Regions from separate parts of the Rattus norvegicus genome. Here regions 1 and 3 are each linked to region 2. Evidence: chromatin contacts called from public Hi-C data. All regions are on one chromosome and are shown on one strand. Each heading gives the region's core, a stretch centred on a gene start, on an enhancer-like site or on the middle of the called end of the contact. The rest is flanking DNA. Distances are from core to core; before and after follow the strand shown. Region 1 has its middle 350 kb from the start of C7h12orf75. Region 2 holds the start of Nuak1 (NUAK family kinase 1). Region 3 has its middle 240 kb from the start of C7h12orf75.

Region 1 (4,021 bases), core at 1,213-3,712, 370 kb after region 2:
CCAAGCACTGTTCATTACATATTTTACATGCATTAATAGTCTCACAGTACAATTTCCAAAGATTATAACTTGTGATTCATGGGTAGCCCAAGCTGTATGTGAATTTAAATCATAGATTTTTATGACTGAATTTGGGGATTTTGTGCCCTAAAGTTATGATCTGAATGTATATTGTCCCTCACAGGATTTTGTATTTGAACATTTGGTTCTCAAATAGTGATGTTGTTTTGAGAGATCTGGGAATCTTTAGCATGGGTTCTATGGCTGATGGGTGGAAACCACTAGGGCTGGTCCTTTGAGGGTTAAAAGTTGACCTTGCTGACAAGACTTACCACAAGCTGCCAACACTATAGACAGAGTCCCAATGCTACCATGCATGATGTACTGATACTCCCGAAACCACGAGCCTAGTCAAGCCTCCCTCCCTTAAGTTGCTTTTGTCAGATATTTTGTCACAATGACAAGAAAAGTAACAAATTTACTGTCTTCCTCGGTAATTTTTCTTCGATGCCTTACTCTTACAGTCTGTTGTGAGACTCCATCCATTGGACATATCATACTGTTACCATCTTAGTTTGGGTTTTACTGCTGTGAAGAGACACCATGACCACAGCAACTCTTATAAGGTACAACATTTAACTGGCGTTGGCTTACAGGTTCAGGTTTAGTCCCCATCATCATGGTAGGAAGCATGGTGGCACACAGCAGACACGGTGCTGGAGAAGGAGCTGAGAGTTCTCCGTCTGGATCTGCAGGCAGCAGGAAGTGACCTGGCTTGATCTGCTGAGACCTCAAAGCTCATCCCTTAGTTACACACCTCTTCCAACAAAGCCACACCTACTTCAAGGCCACACCTCCCAATAGTGCTACTCCCTATGGGGGCCATCTTCTTTCAGATCACCACACCATCTTAAGGATAGCCGCTTCAGTTAACCACAGGAGGCCCTCCGCATGATGAGGCCCGTTAGTAATGAGCTTCCTACATAGAAGGAGGGGAGAGAATCCGTACAGCCTGGGATTTCATGGACCCTCTCCCTCCTCTGTTGCACGTAATTCTTCTCAAGCTGCGTGTCATCTCCGGAGGTGCCACTAGGGAAGCGAGATGTCAGGAGACCGTCACCCATGGCAGGGTGGGGCTTTTCTATATTTCGAAGGCACCCACACTTCAGAAAGTAGTCCCTCACTCATGCTATGGTGAGTAAGCCCAGCGAACTCATTGCTTCACCAGGCTGGGCTTGGATGGAACTGTTTCCTCGATCTGTTTACATCTTTCCAGGAAAAGGCACACGACAAAGTCGATAAACCTGTTCATGAGACTCCAAGCTCAGTGCCTTTCCGTTTGCTGGGTACCAGAAATGTTCCACAGAGACCTGATGCAGACAGAAAGCCCAGTGATGACACAGTAAGAGTGAAACTCTTACTGCCCACCGAGTGGAGCTCAGAGAGGGTATTCCTTAGTGTGCTAGATGGAAAGAAGAGATTTGTCAGGGTGACACAGCACATTCATCCCAGCAATCCTTGTAAGAATCATAGCACAGAGTTCTGGGGAGAAAGGGTACATGCTTTCTCTTGAACATGTGTGTGTGTGTGCATGTGTGTGTATGTGTGTGTGTGTGAGAGAGAGAGACTGAAAGAGTGTAGATGTGAGTGTTTTTGTGTGCATGTGTGTATTTATGTCTGCATGTATATATGTATATGTGTTCTTATCTCTGTGTGTATCTGTGTGTGCATCTATGTGTATGTTATGAATGTATGCCCATGTACACATATGTATGTATGTGTATTAGTGTATGTGTTTATGTGTGGGTATGCTTTGTAATATGGTCTACATGTGTGTGCCTGTGTGTCTGTGTGCATATGGAACACGTGACTGTGTATCTTTGTGTGTATGTGTGTATATGTGTGTGTATGCATCTCCATGTGTGCATGTGTGTGTGCATGTGTGTGTGCATGTGTGTGTATGTGTGTGTGCATGTGTGTGTGCATATGTGTGTGTGTGCATGTGTGTGTGTTTCCATGTGGAGTATGCATGTCTGGAGACAGTGTTTGTAAGATAGGTTTATGAATGGTAATCCTTGTTAACATGTTTCAAGTCCTAACTACTCTGAACCCCCTCAATACCGCGAGGGCTGTCAGTCCATAGAAGACTTCGTCAGAGACTTGGGATCTGCTCATTGCAGACTGGTGAACTTCAGATCCTGCCGTGGTGTGGTTTGCCTCATTCCATTCTTGCTGCATGACTCAATGTTTCCTCATGTCTCCCCAAAGAACAATCCCATCCCCAAACACAGCGAGAGGTGAAAGATTTCTCCGCATTTGTACAATGAAGGCATTCCTACATGACTGCAAAATCTGAAGGCTTCCTGGGTAGAGCTAAAAGGGACGCCACATTTCAGGGCACACAGAAGACCTCTTCCCAGATTCCCCACACCTCCGTCCCCTTTTTGACAGTCGAGTCCCCATCTTTCTCTAACCTGACTGTAGATCTTCCTTAAGGAATCAGGCCTCCCTCCTCCCATAGATCAATTAAGACCTGGTCTAACATTTTGATTATTATCTCTCGCCGCAGCAAAGAAAGAGCTGTCAATGTTGACATCTTTATATACCTTAGAAAGCATTTGGGAATAGCAGTCCTATAAATAAAATATCAGTATGTGTTTGTGGTAGATCTTTAAAATGTCCCTGAGGAGGCAAAGTGAAGAACAGTCAAGTCGGGGACAGTAAGCTCGACACATCGGGCCCAATAAAGACAAATTACACCAGTGCATAAGATACATGTAAACCCTACTTTGAAACTGCTAAATGGGGAGAGATTTAAACTGACTTATTGTTACACCCATAGATCAATGTATCTCTCAGCCTTCATCTGAAAAACTTCTATGTGCAGAGGATGGTGATTAACACGGAGACCACAGCTGGTCAACGTGTAGAGAATAAGAGACTTCAAAATGACTATCCCTAAAGCCAATAAATACATATGCATATACATATACACATATAAATACATATACATCATATACATATACATATACATATACATATACTACATATACATATACTACATATACATATACTACATATACATATACATATACATATACTACATATACATATACATATACTACATATACATATACATATACATATACTACATATACATATACTACATATACATATACATATACATATACTACATATACATATACATATACTACATATACATATACATATACATATACTACATATACATCATATACATATACATATACATATACATATACATATACATATACATATACATATACATATACATATACATATACATATACATACATGTTCTGCATACACACAATGCTGAGGGAACTTTACAGAAGAGAGGGCAAAAAAATATCTAAGATCCAGAGACAGTAGATGACTAGAAGAGAAGCCACACATATGATTTCACAGCATTTGTGACAGGATGCACAAAGTCTGTGCAAGCTCAAGCCACACCATGTCCCAGCATGGAGACGGAAGATGGACACACTGTCCCACCCCTAGCCATGGAACCAGTGACAATTGTTAGCTGAGAGGAAAGGTCATCGTCTTTATGGGTGTAGCCCTGGTTGGTTACCCATGCTCCAGTGAAAGACCATACCTCTAAGAATATTTGGGGGGGCGGCACCATTTGGTCGTCGAAAGGTTTTGGTTTTGGTTTGTTTCAAAGACACGAAGTAGAGTGAATAGGGATGGGAGGCTGAATCTGGGAAAAGCTGGAGGGATGTGAGCAGAGCCCAAAGCACAGTGGCTAAAATGCAAGCTCCCGAAGACCAAATGTCTGTGGAGACTTAAGGCTGAGTCTCTCAGATACAGCACGGCTGGGCAGCTGGGACTTTAACTGGGGCAGAACCAAACAGACATTGGCATTAGCCCAGATCACAGCACCATTAAAAACAGAGGTGTTCCCCCTTCAAGTAGAACACATTCATTAGGATTTGGCATTGTTTGCCAAGGCCACCTTGGGAAAGGGAGTGACAGCAGG
Region 2 (3,578 bases), core at 7-2,506:
TATTTTTCCTTCCCTTCATCTTAGGAGAACCAGGGCAGCCTTGCTGGGAGGCCTTCCTGCCTGACCTTCACCTGGTGGGGTGAGATCTAGCCTTTTTAGTCAAAGGAAAATTTCCATCGCCTGAGGGGGTCAAGAGGCCAGCAAGTGGCCTCTGGTTTGGACAAGGAATAGCTCAGTAGGCCTAGGCCCTGGCTTATCCCAGCCATGGTTTGTCCGCCTCAGAAAGGGGCCTTTCTATGGTGCTGGGCAGCTCAGGGCACCCAGGTCCATCCAGGCCCTTACATCTGGTTTTTTCGGTGGTTGTCCCTGTCGGACTCCCGGACTTTACCGGGAGATGGGCGCCCTGGCGAAGGGCCGGGTTCCTCCTTCGAGCCTCCCTTCGTTCCTGACTCCGCCTTTTCCCCCCGAGAGAGCCGGGGGTCCCGAAGCATCCCTCCTGGGGACTTTCCAGGCCCTGCGGTTGCTCCAGGAGGGCGCTGCCCTGACCGTGCCGGAGCTGGGGGCTTGCAGGGCCTCTGCTGCTGGAGCGGACCGTGACTCACCGCCGGTAACCCAACACCTCTGGGCCTCCTTTCCCCGGCCTCCCCCAGCTCCCGCGGGCCTGGCGGCCTCTGCCACACCAGAACAAACATTAAGAAGGGTGGCCCGGGAGGCTGCAGCCTCTGGTCACAGAGCGTGCGCCTGGCTCTGTGCGTTGTCGCCTCTGCGGCCTCAGGGCCCCGTGAGCTTTATCCGAGGCCGATAGGCCTAAGCTAGCTGCGGAACGCCCGCAGTAGCTCCGGAGGGTGAGTGCGGGACTCTCAGGGAGGGGACAAGCGCACTGACGACCGCCCCCCTCCACCTCGACCCCACCCGGGACCTAGCGTCCCCACCCGGCGAGGACAAAGCGACTTGGCCGCCGCCCGGGCCTGCGCCGCGCCGCACAAAGAGTGAACGACGACACGCACCCCGCCCCCTCCCTGCGCGGTGGCCCAGCGCGGAGGTGGGGACACCCGGGAGCCCGCCCCGCGCTCCCCTCTCGCCCCGCCCCGTCTGCGCGTTCTCCCGGCGAGGGGGCGGGGGGCGCGGCGCCCCACATAACACTCCCCTCCAGCGCTCGGAGCCACCCTCTTCCCTCCTTCTCGCCAACACTACCGCCTCCCCCGACACCGCTGCCACCTCGCCGGACGCTCCGCAGATTGCCGCGGCCGGCCAGGGGGCGGTGCGCGGAGCGTGCGCGCCCGGGACTCCAGATGTGCAGTCGCCGCCGCCGCTAGTGCCCCGGCGGCAGCCAGAGCCAGGTCGGGTCGTCTCAGCAATGCTGCTGCGGGGGCGACCTTGAACGCACCCCGGTTTCCCTCGGCAGGGACCACCCCGAGCCCCCGTGCCGGGTCCAGCCCTCTCCAGCTCGGCTTGCCTGGCGCTTGGTCATGGAAGGGGCGGCAGTGTCCGCGGCAGGGGATGGCCCTGCTGTGGAGACGGGTTTGCCCGGCTCTCCGCGGGAGGTAGTGGCCGGGGCGACTGCTGCTCCAGTGGAACCCAGGAAGCCGCACGGGGTGAAGCGACATCACCACAAACACAACTTGAAGCATCGCTATGAGCTGCAAGAGACCCTGGGCAAAGGTACCTACGGCAAAGTCAAGAGAGCCACGGAGAGGTTTTCAGGCCGAGTGGTGAGTAAGGGAAATCCCTGGAGGGGATCGGGCTAGTTCCGTGGTGGACCAAGAGGGGGGAGACGGTCTGTGGACACCACATCACCGGGGATCTCTCCACCAAGGGGTGCCTTGGCAGGAGTCCCCTAGTCAGACTCTTCACGCTCCTTTCAGCACCCCGTGACTCAGGTGTATATCTCGGAAAACACTTGTTACATCCTGTCTGCACTTATTTTGGGGGCTTCTCCCCCTCCCCCCTTTCTAATCCCAGCTAGCAAAGTAGTGATTAGGATTCACCAACATTTCGCAACTTTAGGGGTCTTCCCCAAAGACACACCTTCAGACCTTGCCCGGGAGTTCCTTATTTGTATCGTCAGCGGTGAAGCTGGACTCTCAAGCCTTGTGTCCTGTAGTTGCTCCGGACCCTCGCTTCTTTCCCATCCACCCACAGTCCCACTTCTCCGCGTCTTTTCACTGGTATGCTTGATTACCCCGATGCTGCTCTTGCTGCAAAAGACGACAGACTCTTCCTGCCTATCAAACCTAAATGGCACTACTGAATGTCTGAGGTTTTCTGACAGTTTGCATTCCGGCCTCTGGCAAGCATGACATATCCAGGGTAGGGGTGGCCATTCAGACACACAGCTGGTTTGCAGCAGGCTCCCTTGCCTTACCAGGTCCTGGCTGCAGGACCACTAAATTGTTCAAGGGGTCTGGCGAGCCCCCCTCCCCCAACAGCTGAAGTTCTGCTGGGGTGCCTCGGGGGCTCAGTATTGTCCCAACTTTGGACTGTTGTCCTTTTTCCTTCCCCCTCTGCAGATCAGGCCCTTGAAATCTACACTGCTTGTGGCTAGAGTTGGGTTCAAAGTGACTGACTTTTGCAGAAAAGAGTTTTGTGTGGCGTGTGGCAGAAATGAACGTGGTTCTTTGATTTAAAGCCTATCAGATGTACTTTAATCGATTTAGGGCCAAAGTCAAAAACTGTGACGCTTCTCGTGTGCAGTTTTAGGGGTACGGTTGGGGGCGGGGGACGATGCTGTTGCTTATAAACCTAACCAGTGGCTACAGGGAAGGGCACAGCGAACTGTCAGCACATTGGTCTGATTTTATATTTGTATAGAGATGGTTCTGTGGAAACTGATTGCAGCCAGCAAGGTTTGCTCTTGTAATCTCAAATATGTGACCAGCTGTATAAACCCCCCTCCCTTTCTCAGACTTATGGTCCAGGTTGATGTGCTTTATCATTTTAAAAAAGTCTGCTATCAAGGTGTTGGAGAGAGGGATTTGTGTTTTTTTTTTTTTTTTTTTTTTTGGTTCTTTTTTTCGGAGCTGGGGACCGAACCCAGGGCCTTGCGCTTCCTAGGTAAGCGCTCTACCACTGAGCTAAATCCCAGCCCCGGGGTTTGTGTTCTTAATATCAAGTGCTCTGTCATACATGAATTCTATGGCAAGTTGTGGAGCAACGGCGCGCAGGTGCCCTTTGCTTTAGAGGCTGAGAATTCTGTGTGTGTGTGTGTGTGTGTGTGTGTGTGTGTGTGTGTGTGTGTGTGTGTGTGTGTGGTTGCAAAGGTATTCTCTGATGATGGAAGAGTCTGAGAAGCACGCTTCATTCACGTTTTCCTTCCGAGGTGATATTCCCCAGGCTGGCTGTTGAATAAGCAAAAACTTAGTGTAGCTCCTCTCCCTTATTGCCTTAATAGCGGCTGAAGAATCGCGCTGGGAAGTTGGAAAGCGGGATAATGAAAAACAGACGCAGTCTGAGGTGCAGGTTGAAGATGCAAGAATGTGAGGGGTCGAGTGCGGAGGAGGGCGGTTCTGGAATCCGTAGTGGGGACCCTCACACCTAAGCGCTCGTGAGTCCACTGACCGGGGCTTTGAGTCTTTGGGGGCATATGCTTGCCCGCTGAGCTCCATTGTGGCTTCCAGTCAGGCGTTCTTCTACATGTC
Region 3 (3,678 bases), core at 853-3,352, 490 kb after region 2:
GCACATTCTTACCCACCACGCAGCCCGTTCATGAGAGAAAAATGTAGCCTTTATCTCACCAAGCCACTGTGAGGCGATGGTTAGAGAAAGAAGTCATCGCACTTGGTCTACAATGCCTGCTACAGCACAGACATGGCTGTGTGCCTCCCAGTAGACTCACATGCTAAACTTGAACCTCTATTTTGGGTCACTGATGAGTGGAGATTTAAGCAATGTGGGTGGTTAGAGTAAGATGGTTGGAGTTCTGCAGTGAGAAGTGCATAAGCATCCTGAAACATGCAGACTACCTTTCAGAGGCCTTGAGCTCAGTCCACAGAACCCACATTAGGATGGCTCGCAACTACCTGTAATTCCAGCTCCATGGGGATCTGATGTTTCTGGCCTCTTCAGGTGCCGGCACTCACATAGGTGTTGCATAAGTGTGTGTGTGTGTGTGTGTGTGTGTGTGTGTGTGTGTGTCTGTATGTCTGTGTGTCTGTGTGTCTGTATGTCTGTGTGTCTGTGTGTCCCTGTGTGTGTCTGTGTGCATCTGTGTGTGTATGTGTGTGTTTGTGTATATGTATGTGTGTGTGCATGTGTGTCTGTGTGTGTCTCTGCGTGTACATTTTTGTAAAGAGCGACATCTCTTTTTTTTAAGATCTATTTATTTTTAAGTCTATGAATACTGTATATGCATATACCTATATGCCGGAAGAGGGCATCAGATAACACTAAAGATGGTTGTGATCCAAAATGTGGTTGCTGGGACTTGAGCTCAGGACCTCTGAAAGAGCAGCCCGTGCCTTTAACTGCTGAGCCATCCCTCCAGCCTCTAAATACTGCCTCTGGAAGCACTAAGCCTGCATTATGCCAGCCAGAACCCCACTTTCTTCCTCTCTATAGCAAAAAGTAATGTGACTTTCTCTTTAGTCTTTCTGTTTCCATCCACATAGACTTCCTCTATCTGCATAGATTTCTAGCATATTCTGCCCAGAATATAAGAAGCGTCTTGACTATTCATGGCTATGTTACTAATCTCTCTGCAAGAACATGGCTATGTGATAAGTCTCAGAGAGGTTGTGTGACATTCTCAAATCGCACAGTTTAGCTTATGGACCAAAGCAGCTAGAGTTAGGGGGAGCTCTTTGACTCCAACATCCCCACGCAAAAGTGGCTCGGTCTTTAGCATTTCTCAAATCGGCTGAATGATTCCTCTCAGTTGAGGCTGTCAATCCACTTTCCTGGGTAAGGAAACAAAACTGAACTCAGCAGTGTTTGGTTTGCACCTGAATTAATAGTGGCCTTAAAGCGGTAGGAGCAGTCGCTTCCCAATGTGACGTGCTGGGTTCTGGGATGCCCTGAGAGCAGGGCTAAATTCTAGCCGGCACTCCCTCACACAGAACTAGTAGGACAGCAAGCGTTGCGGCCACCTTCAAATGTATCTCTTCAGTTACCAGAAGAAACCGATGAACAGGAAGCCAATCTTTCGTACTGGGATGCACGTACTAACCACCAAATATTGCACGTATCTAAAGTATTTCAAATGTACTCATGTGTGTCATCTCATCCGATCCCTGATTATTGTGGTTTGGTGTTCAGGTACTCAATGCAAGTTATTACTATTAATTCCATTTTTATAATTAAAGCTGGGGGAAACTTTCAATTCGTAATCAAAATTATAATTTCAATGGGGGGTGTTGTTTTGGGGCATTCTGTTTTGTTTTGAGTGACGGCCTCACCCCGTAGCCGAGGCTGGCCTCAAACTTACAGAAATCCTCCTGCCTCGGTCTTCAAAGGGCCGAGATTATAGGCATGAACCAGCATTCTTGGTGAGTGAGATCCATGTCTCTGAGTCCTGGTTCTACTTCCTTTAGCATTTGCCAGGGTGCTTAAAACTGCTTCGTGTGCAGAAAAAGCAAAGGCAGACAGAAGGACTGCCAAGTTCAAAAGCAAATCTCAGATGACGATGTTGGATGCAAAGAGCACTTGAAAAAGTTTGAAGAGAGGGAGTCATCCAAGGCAGTCAGGGGGCTCACTGAAGCAGAGCGGGCGTACCAAGAAAGGCCACCAGCTGCTGCCTCTGTCCCCTCTTGCCACCTCCCAGATCGCCTCCCTTCAGACTGTCCAGCTGGCGATCTGCCCTGGGTCCTCCTCCCACCCCATCAAGTGAACTTGCTGTTGCCTGGTAGACAGACTACGGCAAGAAATGTGGTAAGATTATCTCTGTTTGTTGTAGCCCCGTATTTAGGATCTTATCTCTCTCGAAAATCCCCCACTATGGTTCATCAGCACTACATGGGGTGAAAGAAAAGGCAATTCTTTTTTTCAACCCCATTAAACTGTCAGGAAGCTATTCTCTATTTACAAAAGCAGATCCACTGCTGACAGTCCACAGGCCGAGAGGAAGGCTGGCAAAGAGGAGATCCGAAAGTCTGCAGTCATGTTGGTGTCTGGATCTTGGGGGGACAGTTTTTCTTTTTCAGGCTTTTATGAAGAATTAGCCCTCGCACAAAACATCATTAAAGTCTATCAGTGAATTCTTTCCCCCCCTTTCGAGGGGACCTTTCAGCCATTAAGCCTGGAAAACAGCCAACGTCAGACTGATTGCAGATGAAATGAGGAGAGGTTCTAGAACTCTTGGAGCGCAGGCATATAAATCTTCTTAAATGTGTATGGGCACTCACGACAAAGCCGATGCAATTAGATTCCCAAGGATGATACTAGGCTGAGGCACAGGCAGGGCTCTCCAGGCAATCATGAGTACAGGCTTCAGTGCTGAAGGACGCTTCCCCCGTCTCCACAAAGTGTTGTTTAGCTGATTGAAAAAGAGAAAATTGCTTCGCCTCCTTTCTTTTTGTCCATTTTAATTTCTTTTCCCCTGATCAAATCAAGACCTGTGACAACTTAATCCAAACCCATAGTCTGGGTCGAATGCTCAGAGGTCAGGAGGGGTGACCAAAAGATGTGAAACCTTGATGAAGTAATTGCTCTGGTAATGTGGGGTGAAGAAAGAGACTTGCTTGGATGTGAAAAGCTACCCAAGTCCCCGACTCGAATACCCTGCATCTCTCCAGGGAAGTGGAGATGCTCAGTCCTGAGAGGTGCACAACAAAAATCAAAAAAATCTAAAATCTCTGGTCTCTGTGTGTATGTGTGTGTGTGTGTGTGTGTGTGTGGCTGTGTGTGTCTTTGTGTGTCTGTGTGTATGTTTGTGTGTGTGTATGTCCGTGTTTGTTTTTTGTGTGTGTGTGTATGCGTGTGTGTCTGTGTGTGTCTCTGTGTGTGTTTGTGTGTGTGGCTGTGTGTGGCTGTGTGTTTGTGTGTGTGTCTGTGTATGTTTTTGTGTGTGTATGAGTGTGTGTAGGCATGTGTGTCTGTGTATGTGTGTATACGTGTATGTATGTGTGTGTTTGTGTGTCTGTGTGTGTCTATGTGTGTGTTTGTGTGTATGTATGTGTGTGCATGTGTGTGTCTTGTGTGTCTGTGTGTATGTTTATGTGTGTATGTGTCTGTGTTTGTGTGTCTCTGTATGTGTTTGTGTCTGTATGTGTGTCTGTGTGTGTGTTTGTGTCTCTGCGTGCATTTGTGTGTATCTGTGTGTATCTGTGTATTTGCATGTGTCTGACTGTGTGTGTATGTTTGTGTATCTGTGTGTGTTTGTGTGTGTGTGTCTGTCTGTGTGTGTGTTTGTGTATCTGT

Evidence for each region. A called contact is a pair of places that touch in the nucleus more often than the background predicts.
Region 1: a Hi-C map of the Rat2 cell line shows a contact between it and region 2, with 4 times the contacts expected there. The contact joins the enhancer-like site here to the promoter of Nuak1 in region 2. A contact is called at or near these places in 2 of 12 Hi-C or Micro-C datasets (the Rat2 cell line and frontal cortex).
Region 3: a Hi-C map of frontal cortex shows a contact between it and region 2, with 1.7 times the contacts expected there. The contact joins the enhancer-like site here to the promoter of Nuak1 in region 2. A contact is called at or near these places in 2 of 12 Hi-C or Micro-C datasets (frontal cortex and mammary epithelial cells).

The regions. Positions count from the first base shown.
Region 1 is chr7:21,589,714-21,593,734 of GRCr8, forward strand. No RefSeq gene overlaps it. Among named protein-coding and RNA genes, the nearest start is that of C7h12orf75, 350 kb to the right of the region's middle. Within about 2 kb of position 2,463, at least 8 of the 93 cell types and tissues checked have an H3K27ac peak or open chromatin away from gene starts, as enhancers often do.
Region 2 is chr7:21,216,473-21,220,050 of GRCr8, forward strand. Nuak1 (NUAK family kinase 1) reads left to right here and starts at 1,257. Exons shown (of 7, transcript NM_001106774.1): 1 at 1,257-1,652. The coding sequence starts at 1,410. LOC120093542 (a long non-coding RNA gene) reads right to left here and starts at 966. Exons shown (of 2, transcript XR_010053193.1): 1 at 283-966.
Region 3 is chr7:21,701,384-21,705,061 of GRCr8, forward strand. No RefSeq gene overlaps it. Among named protein-coding and RNA genes, the nearest start is that of C7h12orf75, 240 kb to the right of the region's middle. Within about 2 kb of position 2,103, at least 11 of the 93 cell types and tissues checked have an H3K27ac peak or open chromatin away from gene starts, as enhancers often do.